Linked DNA regions of Mus musculus: region 1 is linked to region 2. A link is a contact called in public HiChIP or PLAC-seq data. All regions are on one chromosome and are shown on one strand. Each heading gives the region's core, a stretch centred on a gene start, on an enhancer-like site or on the middle of the called end of the contact. The rest is flanking DNA. Distances are from core to core; before and after follow the strand shown. Region 1 holds the start of Ppl (periplakin). Region 2 has its middle 7.7 kb from the start of D330022H12Rik.

Region 1 (3,237 bases), core at 608-3,107, 550 kb before region 2:
CAATGACATCCCTGTTGTCACTGAGCTCTGTCACAATGGGGCTGTGCTAGAGGCTCACTAGGAAGGATCTCATCCCTTGGTGATGACTCTGCCTTTTATATCCACTTCACAGATGGGAAAAACTGAGGCCAGAGAAGCAAAAGGACTCACTGTCCCCCACAGTTGAAAAGAGACCAAGTAAAGATCCGAACACCAGTCTATCCTGGCTACCCGCCCCACTTCCTCAGTGAAGAGTCTCATTCTTCCTCAGTGGGTCAAGGCTAACAGTTTCGCATGGATCCTTCCAGAAGCCTTCTATGTATACAAAGCATACTGTACAGGTATTCCTGCCCACCAACTCCCGGGCACTGAATATCTTTTCTTAACCTCCAAAGTTATTTACATTTATTTATTTATTTCCACTGCTCGGCCATTTACATTTTATAACATATATATATATATATATATATATATATGTGTGTGTGTGTGTGTGTGTGTGTGTGTGTGTGTGTGTGTGTGTGTGTGTGTGTGGTATGTGCATGTGTGTGTGTGGTGTGTGTGGTGTGTGCATGGTGTGTGCACATGAAAGTGGGCACCTGGGGAGCCCAGAGGAAGTCATTGAATCCCCTGGTGCTACATCTGCCTAACAGGTTCTGGGAACTAACAGGGCCCTCTCAAGAGCAGTGCGTTCTCTTAGCTACTGAGCCCCCCAGCCCTGAACACCAACCTCCTTATTCTAATCCTGTGGGACAGAGACTGGAGTCAGACAGCTGAGCTTGGATCCCCAGTCTCTTGACAGTGTGAGCAAGTCCCACAGTGACTGTCCCTTTCCATTCTCAAGATCTCATCTCCCCTACTTGAACTGTAAGCTCTTTGGCTGTCACCAGAGTCTCTGCAGCTCACCTCTCCCCATGAGCTCCCACCCACCCCCACCCCCACCCCAGGGTAGCACTGAGTTCTCTCAGCTGTCTCTCTTTCACTCTAGCTCTTACCCAGAGTGTTTTCCATTAGCCAACAAAACCAGGGCTGCGTCCCTTATGGCAGCTCATGAGTGTGAGATGTGGGTACAGATCTGAATGGGTAAAGCTCCACGTTTCCCACAGCCCCCAGCCCAGCCTCACTCCGGGACATGCGGGCAGGACTATGCAACATTGCTGTTTCTCAGCCAGAACTAGTTTCTATGATCCACCATTAAGTCTCTATCATACCAGGCCCGGGGTTATGAACGTTTCAAGGGATAGTTATGTCCTCCCCGGCTGTTTCCCTGCCTGTTGGAGTGCCACTGTGTGCCAAGCTCTTTGGTGAATTAGCTACAGGAATCTCCTATAGCCCTTCTGGATGTGGGTCGTCGTTAATCTTCTCTTGGCCAAGGAGGAAACTGAGGCAGTAAGTAAAACAACTCTCAGAGAAGTCCTAACTGACCATAGGTGGCCACAAGAATCCAATTCAGTAGCGTGCTATGGCTGTGGCCATCGCCAGTCCCGCTGAGTGTGATTTGTTGACATTGCAGGGAGCAGAGACCCCACTTCCACCTCGGGTCTCCCACACCTGTCTGAGGTTCCACCTGTGGCTCATCACAAGAGGAGTGTCATGGTGTTTTGGGATTGCCCAGGTAAACCCTTCAGCCAGAGGGCGCGCCAGGCTCTATGTGCACGATGGGCGCGGCCTAGCGCAGGTGGCCTAGTCGTCCAGGTTCTGGCGACAGGCTGCGCAGCCTCTGCAGTAACAGGCAACAGGGGCGGTGTCCGGCGGGGACCCAGGGAGCGCGTCCGAAGCCCCGCCTGCAAGGTAAGCGCCACCTTCCCGGGGTGCGGCAGGCAAGCAAGTGGCCGGCGATCGCCCCGCCCTGTTCCTGTAGTGACCCAGAGCCGCGGCCCTCCGCACACGGGGCTCTGCGCGCCGCTGCCGCTGCCGCCTCCGCCTCCGCCGCCTTCTTTCACCTGCGCCCGCCGCCCGCTTTCGGTGCGCGCCGGGTCCGTCGCCGCGTTCCAGGTCCCTCTGTCCCAAGCGCCACCATGCACTCGCTCTTCAGGAAGAGAAACAAAGGCAAATACAGCCCAACGGTGCAGACGCGGAGGTGAGGGGGCGTCCTGGGTTAGGATGAGGGAGACCTAGGGCTGAGCCAGGAGTGGGGATGCGTGGGCAGGCTGTGCGGAGGTTCCTCTATAACTGGAAAGTTCTGCCCTGCTGGGAAGGGGCACCAAGAGTGACAGGAGGGACTCTAGAGCCCCATGATGCGCTACTTTGGGGGCCTAGATGGTGGGGACTTGAGTAAGGAGTACAAGGTTGTCCTGAAGCTGGAATCTCGGTCATGAAACGTTGTGTTTCCACCCTGGGACTCGGAAAATAAGTTGTGTGTAGGGTGATCTCCTGCGGGAATTGTAGACCGTGCAGGTGCTGCTGCTGGCGTTGGGTTGTGAGATCTGGTGGCTCCGAGGGTGAGCCACCTGTCCCCGGCTGCACCTGCCTGCCAGCGCTGGAGCACTCGGAGGCCGGAGGCCGCGGTGGGTCCTGGGGCCCCGGGGGACATGCTAAGGCAATCTCAGGCTCTCTAGACTCCCGCTCGGCCCGGCTGGGTGGGGACAGACCAATTTTTCACTGCGTGATTTCTCAGGGGTGTGGCTCCTGGCGCTTCCCCACCCCCCTATCCCCGAAACTGGCCGCGTCTGCGATCTCTGAGTTCTCAGGGCCGCCTGAGAAGCGAATGACATGTCTTGATGTGTCTGGATGGAGAGACAGCCCACGTCGGTTTTGATAAGCCTAATGTATTCATTCGGTTAATAACCGGTTTGGGGGAGACTGGTAATGTTGCTGAGATTGAGGGAGGGGTGGAATTCGTTCCTCTGCCTTGGCATCCCTCTAGAGGAAGTGGGGGTGGTCCCTCCAAATAACTTTAGGCAGATGAGAAGTGGCAAGCACTCACCTGGCTCAGCACCTAGCTGGGCTCCTTCACTGGCCCATGAACAGTTCCTCCCCACTCCCCAGATTCCAGATGGAGGCAAGACAAGAGATTCTGGCCCCGGAGCTTTCCCACTGACTGTTGTTCTGCCTTTCAACCCAGACCCACCTACTGAGACGGGTGCCCTGGGCACTGCAGCCTGGAGTGTGGCCTGGGTATTCTTATGTTTTCTGAAAGTCTGCTTTCCTGTAGTCCCGCTGACAGGGCTGTTTGATGCTCAGCGTAGTTTCTTCCCTTGTTCTACGGTCCCCTCCCCTCTCGTTTCTTCTCCTCATCAACTCTGTCTTTCAGTCTTTCAC
Region 2 (3,232 bases), core at 139-2,638:
GTTGGCAAGGCCTAGGTAGAAGGGGCAATAGGAGGAACAGAGCGGATGACTTATTAACCTTCTGTAATGGGTACTGTGAGCAGTGAGCAACACTCCAGCAATTTGTTGGTTGCTGCTGGCCCTGCTGAGTCTGCAGGGCTGGTGCTGCCTATGGGTGGAGTGTTTATTCTGGAAGTGGCCCTGGCTGTTCCTCATACCATTATCCAGGAGAAAAAGCAGGCCTAGAGTAAGAATTAAGACCTACCCTGGGCATGACTATACAGTGCCTGTAAGGCCAAGGAGAAAATGTCCAGGACACATACCCTTAACCCCTGGCTAAGTCTGGTAGACCCAGAACACACTCTCACTAAAGGCCCTGGATGCTCCAAGGGGAGAATAACACAGCAAGTGGCGCTATCCACAGTGGCTACTCCACCCTAGAAAAGGCCCTGGCTGGGATCTTTCAGCAGTCTGGCTTCGTGGACATGCAGCCCATGCAGTTACTGTGCTGGCACACTGAAGTGACAGCCGGTTGGAATGTCTGGCTGTCCCCAGCGCCTGCCTTTTTATTTTGCCTAAGAAGTCTGTCCTTGCATAAGAAACATTGGTGCTTTGGCTTCCCTGGGACTTAAACACTGAGACAAGTTGCCCCTTGGCTGCACACAGCAAGGCAGGAGGGCCTTACTGAAAGCCTTGGTTATGAAGGGATGGGAGGTCAAGCACCAGCTACCTGGAGGGCCACTGTGTTATCTCATCAAATCTCGGCTGTCCTTGAACTTCTTGTGTGAGAACACTGTATATCAGTGAAATAGTGAACTTTTAAAATTTAATTGTTGATTTCTTGTTGGGTGGTTTAAAAGGTAGTTCATATAGCGGGTACGGGGCCTGACAAGAAAGGAAAATACAACCAAAGGTCTAGCTCAGTTGTAGAATGCTGGCCTAGCATGCTTGAGGTACTGAGTTTGAAACCCCTCTCCTGAATAAAGAAAAGACTAATTACAGGCAGCAACACAACTAGCAGCGGGTCTGCCCAGCGTTTTCTCTGTCCTTTCCCAGGGGAGAGGTGCAATCCTTTCCTTAGCCTCTTTGCTCCTTCCCTCGCAAGGAGGAGACCCCACAGACACACCCTGGGGCAGGGAGGAGCGGCCGCGACACATTTTTGAGTCGTGACCAAGTGGAAACTCCCTCCCCAAAGCGGAAGCCGGGGGCGCCCCGCTGGGGCTGGAGCCTCCGCGGAGGCGGGAATCCCAGGCCGGGGGCGGGGCACTGAGGGCGAGCCGGGCCCCGCCCCCACCGGCTCATAAATATGAATGAGGCGACTGGGCGCGGAAGTGTTAGCATATCCCAGCCCTGCTAGCTCCGCCCCACACAGAGAGCCTGCAGCTGGGGGCGTTGGCTAGCCTCGGGCGTCCCGCCCCTCCGGCCGGTAAGAGGCCTCCTTCCGGCCGGGAGCGCCCGAGAGCTGACCTCTTGTGTGTTCTCCACTGCCTGTCGCGGGGAGGAGCTCGCGGCAGTCCGTAGGTGTGGCTAAGCTTTGTCCCGCGGTCCTCTTCCACTCTGTCCCTGTCCGCCCCCCTCACGCAAGTCTGACTTGCAGGAGAGGCCATAGGGATTCCTTCTTTCGGCTCCAGCGTAAAAAGTAGAACAGCCCTGGGGCTTTGGTTCCAGTTCCAATGGACCACCGCCCAAAAAAATACAACCAGTAGGCTGGCAGAAACAAGACAGAAACGGAAGAGTAGCTGAGAAGGTGACTTAAGGAAGGAGCTTAGAGATGTAGCTCAGTAGTAAAGTACTGCCCAGCATCACATAAAACCAGGGCTGGCCTCGCGCGTACCTGTAATCCCAGCTCTCTAGAGGCAGGAGCACCAGGATTCAAGGTCTCGGCTGTGTAGCGATTTTGAGGGCAACGTGAACCACTTGAAATCCTGTCCAAAAAGACCCGAAGGAAGCAGGGGAACAGACCACCTGAATGCATTTGGTCGAAAGTGCTGCCTGGTGTGGCTGGAGTGCAGAAAGAGAATGGACTTATGATGCAAAGGCTTATTGTTTTGAGCAGGTGATAAGTGTTTTATGGGTTTTGGTTTGTTTGGTTTTTGTTTTGTTTTATCAAGACAGCTGGAAGTGAGTGCTCTCTCTTGTTATCTGGAAGGAAATCAGGCTCAGGAAGATTAAGTTAGTTGCCTGAGGTCACGTAGCTTTATAGGTAGATATCATCCGGGATTGAGACTGATGGCTGACATCACTGCCTGAACCTGCTGTGGAGACCAGACTTAGATGACCTCAACCAGAGAGAGACCCTCTAGTCCTCCCTTCCCACTCTCAATGCTAGGGCTAGGAGCAGAGACTGACCTATCCCCAGAGATGAAAGATGAGCAGGCACTGCTTCTGTGGACCTGTCCCAGTAAAGGGCACCCTACACAGAATAAGGGTGTGGCTAAGCCATTGTACTGGCTAGTTTTGTGTCAACTTGACACAGCTGGAGTTATCACAGAGAAAGGAGCTTCAGTTGAGGAAATGCCTCCATGAGATCTAACTGTAAGGCATTTTCTCAATTAGTGATCAAGGGGGAAAGGCCCCTTGTGGGTGGGACCATCTCTGGGCTGGTAGTCTTGGTTCTATAAGAGAGCAGGCTGAGCAAGCCAGGGGAAGCAAGCCAGTAAAGAACATCCCTCCATGGCCTCTGCATCAGCTCCTGCTTCCTGACCTGTTTGAGTTCCAGTCCTGACTTCTTCAGTGATGAACAGCAATGTGGAACTGTAAGCTGAATAAACCCTTTCCTCCCCAATTTGCTTCTTGATCATGATGTTGTACAGGAATAGAAACCCTGACTAAAACAGCCATCATAGATATCTTCTTCTGGAAGATGCTTTTATTGTCTGGAAAGAGCTGTCACCTCTCCAGGGTATGCAGTCAGGTAAAAGTAGCTTTAGGGAGGGAGGGAAGAAGAGTGGGAGTGGGGAAGTGGCGGGGACACTAGGGGCTAGAGGGATGGATGGATGGTTAAGAGTTCTGTCTGGGGCTGGTGAGATGGCTCAGTGGGTAAGAGCACCCGACTGCTCTTCCGAAGGTCCAGCGTTCAAATCCCAGCAACCACATGGTGGCTCACAACCATCCGCAACAAGATCTGACTCCCTCTTCTGGAGTATCTGAAGACAGCTACAGTGTACTTACATATATTAATAAAATAAATCTTAAAAAAAAAAAAAGAGTTCTGTCTGCTTGCCGGACGGTGGTGGTGTATGCCTTTAATACC

What was found. HiChIP or PLAC-seq counts read pairs in DNA pulled down with a chosen protein or histone mark.
Region 1: an H3K4me3 HiChIP or PLAC-seq map of embryonic stem cells shows a contact between it and region 2, with 3 times the contacts expected there. The contact joins the promoter of Ppl here to the enhancer-like site in region 2. A contact is called at or near these places in 2 of 39 promoter capture datasets (embryonic stem cells and pre-B cells) and 3 of 115 datasets of contacts at active chromatin or transcription factors (embryonic stem cells, extraembryonic endoderm stem cells and pancreatic cancer cells).

What each region holds. Positions count from the first base shown.
Region 1 is chr16:5,131,101-5,134,337 of GRCm38.p6, reverse strand. It overlaps Ppl (periplakin), which reads left to right and starts at 1,857. Exons shown (of 22, transcript NM_008909.2): 1 at 1,857-2,056. The coding sequence starts at 1,995.
Region 2 is chr16:4,584,892-4,588,123 of GRCm38.p6, reverse strand. No RefSeq gene overlaps it. Among named protein-coding and RNA genes, the nearest start is that of D330022H12Rik, 7.7 kb to the left of the region's middle. Within about 2 kb of position 1,388, at least 277 of the 459 cell types and tissues checked have an H3K27ac peak or open chromatin away from gene starts, as enhancers often do. A contact at or near this core is called in embryonic stem cells, extraembryonic endoderm stem cells, pancreatic cancer cells and 1 more, where this site is marked.